Linked DNA regions of Mus musculus: regions 1, 2, 3 and 5 are each linked to region 4. The links are chromatin contacts, called in public promoter capture Hi-C maps. All regions are on one chromosome and are shown on one strand. Each heading gives the region's core, a stretch centred on a gene start, on an enhancer-like site or on the middle of the called end of the contact. The rest is flanking DNA. Distances are from core to core; before and after follow the strand shown.

Region 1 (2,700 bases), core at 47-2,546, 1.2 Mb after region 4:
CTAAATATGCAGCCTTGCTATTGTTCTTTTAGAGCAGACAGTGAAGCTCAGAAGAGATGAGCGGACTCAAGCCTGGAAGGGATTGAACTTCTGTGCCCGGGATCTCCGCAGACCTTGGGCTAAGGAGGAGCTCTTTCCTTTTGAGTGGGAGGAGGAATCACCTTTAGGCCTGTGGGTTTTCATCTCCTTTTTTCCTCTTTGAAAATCCCAGGTCCTACTGAGATTGATTAGAATACAATAAAAGGTCACAGTTTCTTTTTCTTTCTTTGAGTGTGTGACCCTGGGAGTTGAACCTGGGGCTTTGCCAATGCTGTGCCTCTGAGTTCACCTGCAGCTGGTCTGGGTTTGAAGGGAAACATTTCTTTGGAAATCTATAGACCTGGAGGAGGAAGCTAGATGAACTAGCTGGATGGAAAGTAGTGGCCAGTATTCTCCACTGAGGTTGGAGAAGCGCAGAGAAAGTCTGGGACTCGCCCCTGCAAACCTCTCAGATACGGCTACCACACCCCAAGGTGCACACAACCTCAGGAGGCAGGGCATCTTGGAGAGCCTCTAATATCTCAGAAATAAGTTTATCTGATCGGCGGCAAGGGAGCTTTTCAGAAAGTTTTGAAAGAAGATGTGACAGAAACAAGGGGCATCAGAAGTAAGAGAACAACTGGTCGGAAAAGCCACACTGCAATCAAAACGGGAAGCCATGCGGGCAGAGTCCCGGCTTCAACTGCCAACTCTGTTTCTCAATGCCTGAGTCAGGGTTGCTGGAGTTTTGTTTTGGGGTTCTTGGTTCACACCTTTATCCGTTTATGACTTTAGTTGTACCTAAGTTTTATTTTCTAAACCCCCCCCCCAAAGCACGTATGTGCACAGTCAGAATACCTGAACCCCTACAAAGGCCCCTCCTTCGCCTGAAGTCCTTTCCTGACAAGCCCACGCCTGCCCACAGGGGTCTCCGAGGAGCAAGGACCAGCCTTTCTCAACTTGGCCTACGCGACCTTTCGGCTGCGTGCTCCCTGCTGAGAGCAGGAACGGCGACCTGGGCAGGAGCGCTCTGACCTCCCTCTCCCCCAGGCCCGTGTCCCCGCCGGTCTTTTACCTCCATGTCCTCCAGGTAGTCTTCCTCCGGCTGCGGATACGCCCGCTCTCTCGGGTTAAGAGCCCACGATCCCCGCTGTCCCCTCGGCTCCCAGCCCGGGTCACTTTCGGGGCTGTAGCGGGCACAGGGCGAGTGGGCGGCGGCGCGCGCCTGGCTGCACTCGGCTGCGGGACTGCCCCAGCTGGGGGCCCTGCGCCAGAGAACGAGGAAGGAGGAGGAGGAGGGAGGGAGGGACCGAGGGACGCAGGAGGAGGGGAGGGGAGTGGAGGGGAGCAGAGAGGGAGGCCGGATCGGGGTTTAAATTTAGACACAAATCTAAACAGATACTGTCCCTCCCAAGGCAGGACTCAAGAGCCCGAGCCGCCACGACTCCATTAATCTGCCCAAACATGGGCTGGGCAGCGCCGCGCCCCCTTTCTCGCGGAAGTTTCTCAGGACCCTGGGCTTTGCACTTTTTTCAGACCACCTCAACTCTCCCTCTTTTAGCCTGCCTTCTTTACTTTCCTTGTGCCTCAAATTAGAATTGCCTTTTCATCCTTTTTCTCTTTGCCATTTCCTTCTTTTCATACCAATTTTCCCAGCCTCCGTTCCTCCTCCTTCTCCCTCCCCCTCCCCCCATCCTCTCCTGTATTACTTAACCTAATACCTGGCCTTCCTGTGTTCAGTAGCCTTAGCTTTGATACCTCTTTTCCTGGATTCCATTTGCAGGAAACAATTATCAGTCTGTCCATCTATTATCTATCTGTGTATGAAGAAGGAGAGGAATCCAAGCAAAGTTTCCCCAAGTTTCCTGCCGCATGCAGCAGGCTACTCTTCTCCTCTGCTCTGATGCATGCAGCTTAGGGGGTTGTGGGAATATCTGCTTCGACATGCTGCTTGCTAAAGGACCTTTTTCCCATTCCTATTAAATATAGCAAAGGGCACGGTCCTAAACATCCAATTCACATAAGGCCCCCGCTTAGTAACTCTCCCCAGGGAATGTCGGTTTAAGGCTGCGTGGGAGGGATGTAGGGACTTGAATCTGTGCCGAGGCCATTGTCTGCTGCTACTGGGTTATAGCTCTGGGTGTCTCTTCAGGGTCCCATTTCTTCAGGGAATTGGCTGATAAGGATGCCTGTGTGTCTTCTTACAGCATCCTTCAACTTTGTACTCCAAACCCAGACCTGCTATGCAAGGGAGAGAGAGAGCCAACACATTGGTGGACCATAGCACAGGGCATTGGTGCTGCCCCTGTGCAAAGAGCCCAAGAGAAACCACTACCACAAACCAGCAGAGAACTCACCCACATTGCAAAGGCTGCCCCGACTGCTTCTCATCACAGTTGGTCTATAGATCTTGACGTCACAGGCCTTCTAAATCTTACCTTGTAAACCATGAAGTCAGGGCAGCCTCTGTTCATTGAACTCAGCAGCATATAGGGGCAAGACCTCTGCTTCAGAAGCAGGCAGAGGGTGAGATTCTAGTCCGATGCTTTCTAGATGAGTTCCTTTAGAAAAGCCTCTTATCTGATCTTCATTTTCTGCATCTTCTCAGGGTGGTAGATGCTTGGAAAGAGCAGCTATTTTAAAAGCATGTAGCTTCATTACATAGTTCAGATGGACAAGAGC
Region 2 (2,700 bases), core at 80-2,579, 1.3 Mb after region 4:
GACAGAGAGACAGACAGAGATCAGGAGAAAGACAGAGTAGTGGGCCAGATTGGGGTGGGGGGCTAGCTAGAGGCAGACCTCAGAATATCTTTCCAGAAATCTCCTTTAGGAGTCTCACACCAGTCCCTAGAATAGAGGCTAAGCCTGATTTTTATATCATTTTAGAGGTGTCAGGAAGTTTCACATCCCATGATTTAGTTCATCCTGGCCTACATGACAGGGAGCTGGGTGCCACAGACTAAGAGGAGCTGCCAAGGAGCTGAAGGGGTCTGCAACCCTATAGGTGGAACAACAACATGAACTAACCAGTACCCCCAGAGATCGTGTCTCTAGCTGCATATGTAGCAGAAGATAGCCTAGTCGGCCATCATTGGGAAGAAAGGCCCCTTGGTCTTGCAAACTTTATATGCCCCAGTACAGGGGAACACCAGGGCCAAGAAGTAGGAGTGGGTGGGTAGGGGAGGGGGGGGTACAGGGGACTTTCGGGATAGCATTTGAAATGTAAATGAAGAAAATACCTAATATTTTTTTAAGAAAGAAAAAAGAGTAGCGGCTAAGCACGGACTGCTTCATAACTCTGTTAGGAAGAGAGAGAGCTGCAGAGAGGTGTGGCCTGATTCAGACTATAGGATGGGTGGGGCTTAAAAGATTCTAACAGTGGCCACAGTTTTAAAACGACGCAAACACGTTTGCATACATTTTCTAACTCCCTAGGGTAGCAGAATGAAAATCCTCCACGGGCTTGGAGGATCTGCCAGAATAAATGCATGAAACCACGAATTTAACCGAGCTAGATGACTTGACAGGTCTCAAATGGACAAGGTCAAAGTCTTGAGTGGGATACCGAAAACTAACAAAGTGGCTTTATCTGAAGACTCTTCTGGGCCAGGAATTTTTAAGTTCCTGCATGTCGGTATTTCTGTACTGTACTACATATAGGCTTGCTTGCTAACAGTCAGTAAACAGAAAAGAGCACACAGAAAACTCACGTTCTCTTAGATGCCAGGCAAGCATACTCAAAGACATTAAAAAGGAGGTGTGTGCGTGCATGCAGGCAGCTTTTTTCTAGCACTGTGACTTAGGAAGTTGCTTAATTTCTTCTAGACCTCATTTATCTGTCTGTAAATCAAACAAGCAAAACAAATATCTCTTTAGGGCAAATTCGCACTCTTCACAGAGCAGATCACAGGACACGGTGAACAGACCATATGCTTCTGGAAACTGGGTTGCACTGGAGCCACGCCCCCTCTTGCCTGCTCATCTCTGATTGGCTTTCTCGGAGGGGCGGAACAACGGGCAGGCAATAGTTACCCCGGCAGAGTTTGGTCGGTGGGCAGGGACTCCGCAGTCAGCGTCATGGCTGCCCGTGCTCCTGAGCTCGCGCGTTCCCTGCTTGCTGCCCTTCTGGCGCCCGCGCTGGTGGCACTACTGGTGTCGCCGGCCTCGGGTCGCGGAGGCCGGGACCACGGGGACTGGGACGTGGACAGGCGATTGCCTCCGCTGCCACCCCGCGAAGACGGGCCGCGCGTGGCCCGCTTCGTGACTCACGTCTCAGACTGGGGCTCGCTGGCCACTATCTCCACAATAAAGGAGGTGCGCGGCTGGCCCTTCGCGGACATCATCTCAATCAGTGACGGTCCTCCGGGAGAAGGCACGGGCGAGCCCTACATGTACCTGAGTCCACTGCAGCAAGCCGTGAGCGACCTGCAGGTGAGCGGGAGCGCGGCGCGGTTTCCCAGACCCGGCAGAGCAGGAAACCAGCGTCTCCAGTTTAGCTCGCTGGGGAGAGCGTGGGTCTTAGAGATAAGACTTTTGAACCCAGCTCACATGACTGTCTCTTCTGGCCTGCGCTGGCTAGGCGGAGGTTGTAGCATCCCAGATGTTGGGGAACTACCAGGAAGTTCCTACTTACCCTGTTACTGGTCTAAGCGCTTGGGGTAAATTCTTTGCCAGTACCTGGAGCACTTCACACCCTTCAGATAGTCAGGCGTCCTCTTTAGGCGCTGTCTCTGCATAAACTGCACTCTTGTGATCTAAAGGCATACAGATTGTTGGATAGTTTAGCGTTTGGCTTATGTGACTTCGGAGATTCTCTTCCCTACCTTTACCTATCAGCAGTGGGAAACTACTACACAGCATTATAGTTGACTGCGGACCTGGCTCTGCTTACAGCTCAGGTGGAAACAGCCTGGGAGGGAAAGGCCACACAGGAGCCCAGAAATGAAGCCTGACTCGGTGGAGGGTCTGTGGCAAAACTGAGAAAGCTTGGTGTCGTGGTAAACAGTGAGCCAAGAGACGCCGACGCTTTAACCAAGCCCTTGCCATGGTATGTGCCTAGGGCTTTTCGGTTCCACCTGTTTTCATTCATTGTCTCTTGTAGTAACTCTTAGAAACAGGCATGGCTATTCCGGGTTTACAGATGAAGACATGAGGTTAAGTAATTTGCGCAAAGCCAGGGGGCCAACCCTAGTTCACCTCAGACCCACTTGTCTTCAAAGCACAGGCCACAGGACTGGGACCCATGTGCTAGAATAGAAGAGACCCGTTTTCTTCAGCCTCCACAGAGTTCTGTATTGTTCTAAACAAATTTAAATTAGCTACTGCCTTTTAAAACTGCAATCCTAGGGGCTAGGGAAATAGCCCAGTTGGTAAAATACTTGCCATGTAGGCGCGAGGACCTGTATTTGGTCCTCAGTACCC
Region 3 (2,700 bases), core at 172-2,671, 1.9 Mb after region 4:
TTTTAAAAACTGGGAGGCGCTTGACCACAGGGACGAGACATTCATAACGATTCCTGCCACCCGATCCCATGATTCTCTTACAGGATTCTGTCCTAAAGTAATAATTACAAATGAGGAGAATCTGCATAAAGATGCTTGTTAAAATATTTCTTTTAATACAGGAGAAAACCCCAGTTTAATAGACAGGAAAGAAGTCATTGTATGCATCTTATCTGTGCAGTATTTAACAGGGCCCGCTGCTCACAACCACCTGTAAATTCACTCACAACGACATCTACCTAAAAACAAAATCTTTAAAAAATTATGCTGTCATTAAAAGTATGAACATTAGCCGGGCAGTGGTGGCACATGCCTTTAATCCCAGCACTTGGGAGGCAGAGACAGGTGGATTTCTGAGTTCAAGGCCAGCCTGTTCTACAAAGTGAGTTCCAGGACAGCCAGGGCTATACAGAGAAACCCTGTCTCAAAAAACAAACAAACAAACATGAACATTAAGGCAAAATAATAGCCTGGTGTCAGATAGCCAGGGCTACAAAGAGAGACCCTATTTCAAGAACAAACAAGCTGGGCATGGTGACCCATGCCTTTAGTCCCAGCCAGCACTAGAGGCAGTTGGATCTATGTGAGTTAAGAGGCCACTCTGTCAAAACGAGAGAGAGAGAGAGAGAGAGAGAGAGAGAGAGAGAGAGAGAGAGAGAGAGAGAGACTTTAAAAGTAGGCTTTAAAAAGTTTTAAGCTGAACACAGCTATGGCTTCCTAGTGTAGTATATATGTGCATATTCGAGTGTGAATTTGGAATTTGAGAGAGGACAAGCTAGCTTGTGGGTCCTTCCACTTGACCTTGACTTGAAACGAGGTTCTTTGCGTCTTTTCCTCTGTGGGTCAGGCTAACTAGCTGCTGAGACTCCTCCTGTTACCTCCCCTAGGACCTTTGGTAGTCCTGCTTGGGAATTATTTTTATTTGATCTGTCAATAGTGAATGTTCAGAACTTGAGTAACATAAATCCTGCCTTCAGGCAGCTCTCGTTTTAGTTGCAGGAGGCAGAAAACGAGATCGACCAACTAAATGTCACAATAGGTGGTGAGCACTTGGCAAAAAAATGAGGACAAGAGGATAAATTAGATATTGCATGCACTCGGGGACCTGAGCTCTTCCTTCTGGGAAGAGCTGACCTGCAGTCAGGGCGGGGCCTGGCCGGAGGGCGGGCGGGGCGGTCAAGTTCGCGCCCCGGGGGCCGCCGCGGGCGGGCAGGCGGGCGTAGGTTGGGCACGCGCCCACCAGGGGAAGCGGGTCACGTGAGCCAAGAGGCGGGAGTTGGCGAAGGGAGTTTGGCTGGGTGCTTTCCCAACTGCGAGACGGCGGGGCCAAGAACCAAACCCACGCAACGTCTCCCTAGCGGATGGGGGCGGGGCCGCCGAGCAGAGCCGAGCCGAGCCGAGCCGAGCGGAGCCGAGCCGAGCCGAGCGGAGCCGAGCCGAGCCGAGCCGAGCCGAACCGAGCCGAGCCGAGCCGAACCGAGCCGAGCCGAGCCGAGTGGAATCGAGTCGAGTCGAGCCTCCAGCGTCCGGCGCGCAGGCCTTCCGCCGCGTTGATCTTTCGGTTGCTGGTGGCCGTGGGCCGCGCGGTCTACGGTCGGGCTGAAAGACGCGCGCTGCAATGGCGACCTTTGTGAGCGAGCTGGAGGCAGCCAAGAAGAACTTGAGCGAGGCGCTGGGGGACAACGTGAAACAGTAAGAGCCGCGGGGACCAGCCTCCGGGCCTGTCCGTGGGTGTGCCCCAAGCTCGGGGCTGCCGTAGTCCCTGGACTCTCTTCACCTCCCGGAGGCCGTAGGCGTCTCGCGGCCGCCACGGCTCCCGTGCGGGCTCCGCCGGGACTCGAGGCGCTGGAGGACTTTCTCCTGGGCGTCCCGACACCGGTGATACCCGCGTGGGGGCGGGAGCAGCGCCCTAGGCGCCCCGGAGTCGGTAGAGCGGGGGGCGCGCCGGGGCGGGGTGGGGGGGCCCGGAGGGCTTCCCGGAGGCGGAGGCCCGCGTTGCTCAGGGGCCAGCTAGAAGAGCTGTGAAAGCGGGTTCGGAAGGCACAGAGACCCCAAGTGAAGTCGGTCGGTCACCCACCTTACAACCACAGCATCCAAGGGGGCGGCTGCCTAGCCGGCCGTAGGACGCCTTTCCCAGTGTTCCACACGGGCCAGCCAATCCTCAGACCTGAGATCGGCACAGTTCGTACTCGAGAGACAGAGATTACTTATTCCCCCAAAGTCACTGCCCAAGGATGGGACTGAGGCTTCTGGTTCCCGCCGTGTGATGCTTTTCAGGGGTTACTTGGAAAGTCCTCCCGTTCCCCACACCGCCGGGCTGTCAGCAGGGACTGGGGCAGAGTGACAGCTCTATAAGCAGTAGCCTGCGGCAGCCGGAGGAGGAGCCTCGATCTTTTGGGGGAACTTCAATTCTGGCAAACCCGTATTTCCTGGCACTGAAGTTGAAATGATTGACAAGAGCAGCCCGTGAAGCAGAGGTGGTGTTAATAGAAAGGCCGTCAGAAAAGCTTAGGTGCAAGCTCCTCGTCGGAACCCCTCTTTAAAAGGCTTTAAATAAATAAATAAATAAATAAATAATAAGTATTATTATTTGTAGATTTTTAAGCACCGGAATTAAAAAGAGATGCCCAGGGAAATAAGACATACCCAGATGTGGACTTC
Region 4 (2,700 bases), core at 105-2,604:
GTCTACAACTATGCCCTTCAAAATGACCTTAAAAAAAAAAACCTAGTACCTTTCCAGTGTAAGGAGGTAAAAAACAAACACGGTATGTAATTTTCAATGGGGTATGAGGGGGAGTCCAGCCAAGGAAGCAACAGGCTGCATGAAATGCTCTAATATAACCTGTTTCTTCGTTTGTATCATGAAGAGCTTAAAAACACCATGTCTAGCCAAGGCTTAAAAAACGAGCCATGAATGGAGCTCACTGGGCCATTTCTGGGCTGTGATGACTGCAATGTGTGAGGACTGCAGTGTGGATGCATTTCTTCTCCCCGTTCCTATCCATTCTAGATACATTTCTAGACTGGAAGAATGATGCTATCTATCGCAGCATCGTCTGCATTAGAACAGGTACGCTCGTGAGTTCTGCTCACGGCCCCAAATCTCGTTTTTCTAAGGTCTTGGGAGATGGAAAGGGAGGGTACATACATAGGCTCCTGGAACCTGACCGAATTTCCCAGGAGGAAAGGCTTAGGAAACGAAGATCCCTACCATACCCAAAACCCTAGCTCCAGCTCCCCACCCGAGGCGCATCCTGGGGACCCCCCACATTTGTCACTGGATGCCAAGCCCAGGGCCGCACGCTCCTAGCAGCTCCTACCACCCACTCCCTAACACCCTGGTCAGCCCCGCGGGCGCCGAACTGTCCGCAGTGCTCGCGTACAGACGCGCCTCCTAAGAAAAGCCAAGGCGCCGACGGCAGAGCCGCGGAGCGCGTACTTACACCAACTACCACCGGTCCTGCCCAAAAACTCCTTCTTCTCCGAGTTCCAGATGAATTTCTTCCAGCTGCCTTCCTCCTTGGCTTTTCCGCGGGCCATGGTGTCTGCTCAGCAGTGGCGGCCGAGGCCGAGGGAGGGCGAGTGCGGCGCGCGCCCTGGGCGTCCTCGCGGCGGCTGCTCGGTGTCCCCGCGGCCCGGCTCTGTCTCCGAAAGCGAGACGCGCCGCTGCCGCTGCGGCTCTCCGAGTGCGAGGCGCGCCGCGGAGCAGCCTAGGCAGAGCGGGAGGAGGGGGAGGTGCGGCGGGGGCGGAGGGAGGAGGGACGAGGGAGGAGGGCGCGCGCGGGCTGGGCGGCTCCGAGCCCCGCACCTAGAGGTGGGCGCGCGGCCGCTCTCGGGCTTTCCCCGCACTCCGATCGCCTTCCGGGGGGCTCAGCGAACCCCGCAGCTGCTGCTTCAAGCTGTAGCTGCACCACTCTGCTTGCTGTGACCTCTGGCGAGATGGACCAGGGACAAGGAGGGAAAGTCACCGGGAAGGGCGAGCGGAGTGGAGCGCGGGCTCGGCACACGGGCGCGCAGGCCAGGAGCCGAGAAATTGGCTGAGGGCGCACGCCCTACCTTTACTATATACCGCGCCTCCACCATCCGTAGCTCCGCCTACCGGCGGCACGGCAAGCCAATCGCCAGCGCCGAGAAGGCGGGGCCTGAGCCCCCGAAGGGGCGGGCGCGGGGCCCCGCACAAAGGAGCCGGCAAAGCTAAAGGGGCTGGCACCGCAGCAGGGGTGCGGAGAGGGACTGGGGGCGGGTGAGTACTGCTCCCGCAGCTCTGCTGGCCCTCTCTCTGCCCCGAGCTGTGCCTGGACAATCCTCCTCGTCCTCCCGGCCCCCGCTCGCCAATGCTGTGGCCTGCACCTGCATCGCTCTCTGGGAACCTCGGAGACCTCAACTCCTTCGTACTGGTCTTACCCCTTCGTACTGGTCGGGGTTTACTGCAGGTCCACCTCCCCTAGGCCATGGCCAGGTGGGGGAAGGTCACTCCAGGACGCTAGTGACTCTGCCCAGCTCTGCTCCGCCTCTCTGCTTATGCACCTGCCGCCCCCTCGCACTCTCTGCCACTGCGGTTGCAGTTCCGGCCCGTCCCTCTTCTGCAGGCCAGCCCAGCGGGCAGCCTCGGTTCCTGACTCCTGGTCTGTGCTTGTGGGCGGCCTGAACCACCTCAATCCGGACAATTGCCAAACCCACCCTGGGCTGTAGCTGGGAACCGGTTGTGGCTCCTGCCAGTCTAGACCCCGGGGAACAATTTATGCACGTGACCCAGCCACCTAAGACTCTCCTGGCCCAGGTCTGTGGCTGGTATTCCCATTGGCTTACTGTTCTGTCTCACTGGGGGCACCCCTACCCTATACTGTAGAATTCTTGGAATGACAGAGCACTTGGGAAGACCCAGCTCACATGTCAAGATGTCGCAGAGCACTGTGTTGGACATGACCATTCTTTCCATCCTTGTTGGCTGAAAATCCGCCCTTATTTTCATCCACCGAGCCCCTGAACAGCTTTCCACACAGCTCTTATGGTGATGACACAGCAGAAAACATGGCGAGGCTTCTGCAGTGGCTGCAGAAAAGCCTGTCCCTGGAGCGACCTGGCCGGTCGCGCAAAGAGCTAGCTTCTTATCAAAGACCTTCCCAACACAGAGATGGGTTCCCAAGACACCCTGCCATTTTCAAGGTCAATCTTGCAGGCCCAAGGACAAAACCGAAGGGATGCAAAAATGAGCTTTTTCTCATTAATCCCACTTGCAAGACTGAAGAAAACCTTAAAATACCCAAAATTCAGGGGAGACATAGCAACTGAGTCTCATGGAGTCCACAGGGGCTGCCGACCCACTGTGTCAAGGACAACTGTGAGAGCAGCTTGTTGAGAAAGAAGTCACTCTGCTTTGCCC
Region 5 (2,700 bases), core at 57-2,556, 1.2 Mb after region 4:
TCACCTCCAAGCTATTAACTAGGAGCTTAAATGAAAGCTGGAAATCCAACAGAATCTCACCTATACTCCTGGTTCGAGAGACTACTACATTAAGAACTTTTGCACGAAAGAAAGTACTGAGTAATGGATTTTGAACAAATTACATTTTACACAACAAAAGAATGAGTGGGAGGAACCCCCTCCGTGTTTTCTTAGGAGTTCGACCTCTCGGTAACCACTACTTAGCTGAATTCTGAGACAGAAACAAGTACTTTACTTTGAACAACACACAAAAAAAGTCCTGGGGCAGACACTACTTCAGACGCCCCATAAAACAACTCGTCCAAGACGTCATATAAACCGAGCCGGAGCCTTTATCAAAAACTTAAGCCTGGTTTATTTGGTAAGGGCCTGAGAGGGGGGCTTTTAAAATCAAAGTAAAAGCATGCTTTGTAAATGTTCGTCTTGTCAAACTATCTTGCCCATGTTTACCATTAATACGAATTCGACCGAATTCTTTCAAGCCTTTGCATTCTAGGCTAGAAGTAACGTAAATTTCGCCTCTGTGATTTACAGACCCCAGAGATGAAATAAATGAGAGTCTGAGTTTTCAATCATAGAGCCTTAAGAATTGATCTGAGCGCATTCGAAATAGATCTTACCAGGTAAAGGAAAAACACTGGTTTAAACAAGGAAATAAACCAACAAAGGCCCACAGGTGAAAAATCCTGCAATCTTCCGCCATCTCCCAAAGGTGGAGAACATCAATTCCAGAGTCGGACTCCCGGGAGGTCCTGGGCAACTCAGAATCGCCAGGAGGCGACCGCAGGGGACTGGGCGTGAGTGGGCTCCTGGGACTGTCCCCAGGGAGCTGCAAGGTAGGGAGCTCCCTCACCCCTCCCCGCCCCACCCCCCTCGCCCTCTACGCAAAGGGATCCAAAGAAAGAGGTTCCTCGGCTCCCGGCCGCGCTCCCCGGGCGGCGTGCCCAGGCCCCAGAGCTCGCAGGCCGCGCCCCCTCCCCTCCGAGGCGCCCCGAGCGCGCGCACGGCCGCGGAGCCCCCGCCCGACCCCGGCTCGGCATCACTCACACAGCCCGAGCATCGCGGCTAGCACCGACCACAGCCAGCGCCGGCGGGCCGGGGCCGCAATCAGTGCCACGGCTCCGACGGCCTCTGCCATCCTGCTCCCGCCGCTCCGTTCCGCCCGGCTTCCCGCTGCGGTCGGCTGGCTTGCCTTAGACCACACAGCTCTGTCCGGATCGCGGCTGCGAGCGCGAGGACACCTCCACGCCACCGCTCCCCGCTCCCGGCCCCAGTGGCCAACCGCCAGCCTTCTGCCCAGCTCCAGCCCCTGTGCCCGCCCCACTGCTCGCTCATTGGTCCTCCTGGCAACCTGGGAAAGAAGCCATTGGACAACTCGACTCCCTGTCAGCCCCCTCGGGCAAGGCCCCGCCCTCCGGGCCCCGCCCTTGGTGTGATCTGTGCAGCATGCCCGCGTACTGTGCCTCTGCAGCCGCATTACTTTGAGCCTGCCTGCGTGGCTGGTCGTGGGGCTGCCCTCCGGCCCACCGCCGCCAGAGGCTGCCCTCCTCTCTGAGGGGCCAGTCCCACAGTTCTCTTAATGTCCCTCCCCGCGGTCTCTTCCAAGTCCGGATATCATTTCCGACTAGGATCTGCTTGGTTACTCCTGGCCTCACTCACCTAAAGAAAAGCAATTAATTTAGGGACCGGGTGGGGGAGGGGAGGAGTGAAGTGAAGAGAGAGGTGAGGAAAGACTTCCATTCAGTGGTCGAGATAGAAAAAGACCCACCATCTCTTTGACCTTTGCCGAGTATCTGTCTTTGCCTGAACTGGATCATTTGCGTTGCAACATGAGAAGTCTCCATCTTGCCCTAACCTCTGAGCAGGCCCTTTTTTGGCTTTTCAGAGGACAGGAAAGGAATAGGAATTGGAACTCTTTCCCGCCACCTAGATAACCAGTGACTGCACTTACTGTTTGTTTAGCATATCAACGTCCCTCGGCCTATAGATGAAAAGTTAGGACGGAGGCGGTGCCTTACTTCAATTCTGAAAAGTGCCGGCTGCTACTAGTTACCCAGCAAACCCTAAAGAGAGGGAGGATTCTGAGAATGGTCTTCAAAGGGGGAAAAAGGAGGGACCAGACACAAAACAGATTAGAGTGAACGAAGAACGGGAAAATCCAAGTGAGAGTTTGGAGGAGGAAAACAAGTTTTAGGAACAAGACTATAATAGGCGGAGCGTAGTCCAGTAGACCAAAACGCGGCCTCTCCTTTCAGGATTTTGTCAAAAGCCAGTCTTAACAGTGTCCTTCCGATGTTTCCAGTGGCCTAGCCCCTTAACCTTGCAGTAGAGCAAGTTCCTAATTACTAGGCAATTGGAGAAAACCAAGAATGCATATCGCAGCTATTTTGCCTTCCGGTTAGCAGGTCCTGCCCATCGGTGGCACTTTACTTTCAAGGAGCACACATTGGAGTTTTAATAACCAAGAGTTTAGCAGGAAAGTAGAAAGGGCAAGCTGTGGAGGAGTCTGAGAAAGAAGGACTGTCTCAAGTTTGAGGCCAGCCAGCCTAGGCTGCATCAGGAGTTCTAAGGCAGCCTGTGCCACACAGTGTAGACTACCCTGTGAGACTCTTAAAACTTTTTTTTTTTTTTTGTGGCCATCCTTAGGTTATCCTGTGGGCAACAGAAGGGGAGTGGCCA

What was found. Promoter capture Hi-C pulls out the DNA fragments that hold promoters and counts their contacts.
Region 1: a promoter capture Hi-C map of pre-B cells shows a contact between it and region 4, with 2.9 times the contacts expected there. The contact joins the promoter of Rcsd1 here to the promoter of Atp1b1 in region 4. A contact is called at or near these places in 1 of 39 promoter capture datasets (pre-B cells) and 1 of 115 datasets of contacts at active chromatin or transcription factors (thymic regulatory T cells).
Region 2: a promoter capture Hi-C map of liver shows a contact between it and region 4, with 3 times the contacts expected there. The contact joins the promoter of Creg1 here to the promoter of Atp1b1 in region 4. A contact is called at or near these places in 1 of 39 promoter capture datasets (liver) and 1 of 484 Hi-C or Micro-C datasets (embryonic stem cells).
Region 3: a promoter capture Hi-C map of liver shows a contact between it and region 4, with 2.5 times the contacts expected there. The contact joins the promoter of Tada1 here to the promoter of Atp1b1 in region 4.
Region 5: a contact with region 4 is called in a promoter capture Hi-C map of second pharyngeal arch cranial neural crest. The contact joins the promoter of Mpzl1 here to the promoter of Atp1b1 in region 4. A contact is called at or near these places in 3 of 39 promoter capture datasets (cranial neural crest, frontonasal cranial neural crest and second pharyngeal arch cranial neural crest), 1 of 484 Hi-C or Micro-C datasets (embryonic stem cells) and 2 of 115 datasets of contacts at active chromatin or transcription factors (astrocytes and pancreatic cancer cells).

What each region holds. Positions count from the first base shown.
Region 1 is chr1:165,706,798-165,709,497 of GRCm38.p6, forward strand. It overlaps Rcsd1 (RCSD domain containing 1), which reads right to left and starts at 1,297. Exons shown (of 7, transcript NM_178593.3): 1 at 1,094-1,297. The coding sequence starts at 1,099.
Region 2 is chr1:165,762,429-165,765,128 of GRCm38.p6, forward strand. Creg1 (cellular repressor of E1A-stimulated genes 1) reads left to right here and starts at 1,330. Exons shown (of 4, transcript NM_011804.3): 1 at 1,330-1,710. The coding sequence starts at 1,357.
Region 3 is chr1:166,377,746-166,380,445 of GRCm38.p6, forward strand. It overlaps Tada1 (transcriptional adaptor 1), which reads left to right and starts at 1,422. Exons shown (of 8, transcript NM_030245.3): 1 at 1,422-1,731. The coding sequence starts at 1,658.
Region 4 is chr1:164,457,001-164,459,700 of GRCm38.p6, forward strand. It overlaps Atp1b1 (ATPase, Na+/K+ transporting, beta 1 polypeptide), which reads right to left and starts at 1,355. Exons shown (of 6, transcript NM_009721.6): 1 at 761-1,355. The coding sequence starts at 857. It overlaps Gm32391 (predicted gene, 32391), which reads left to right and starts at 1,523. Exons shown (of 4, transcript NR_168343.1): 1 at 1,523-2,700.
Region 5 is chr1:165,633,235-165,635,934 of GRCm38.p6, forward strand. Mpzl1 (myelin protein zero-like 1) reads right to left here and starts at 1,307. Exons shown (of 6, transcript NM_001083897.1): 1 at 1,069-1,307. The coding sequence starts at 1,159.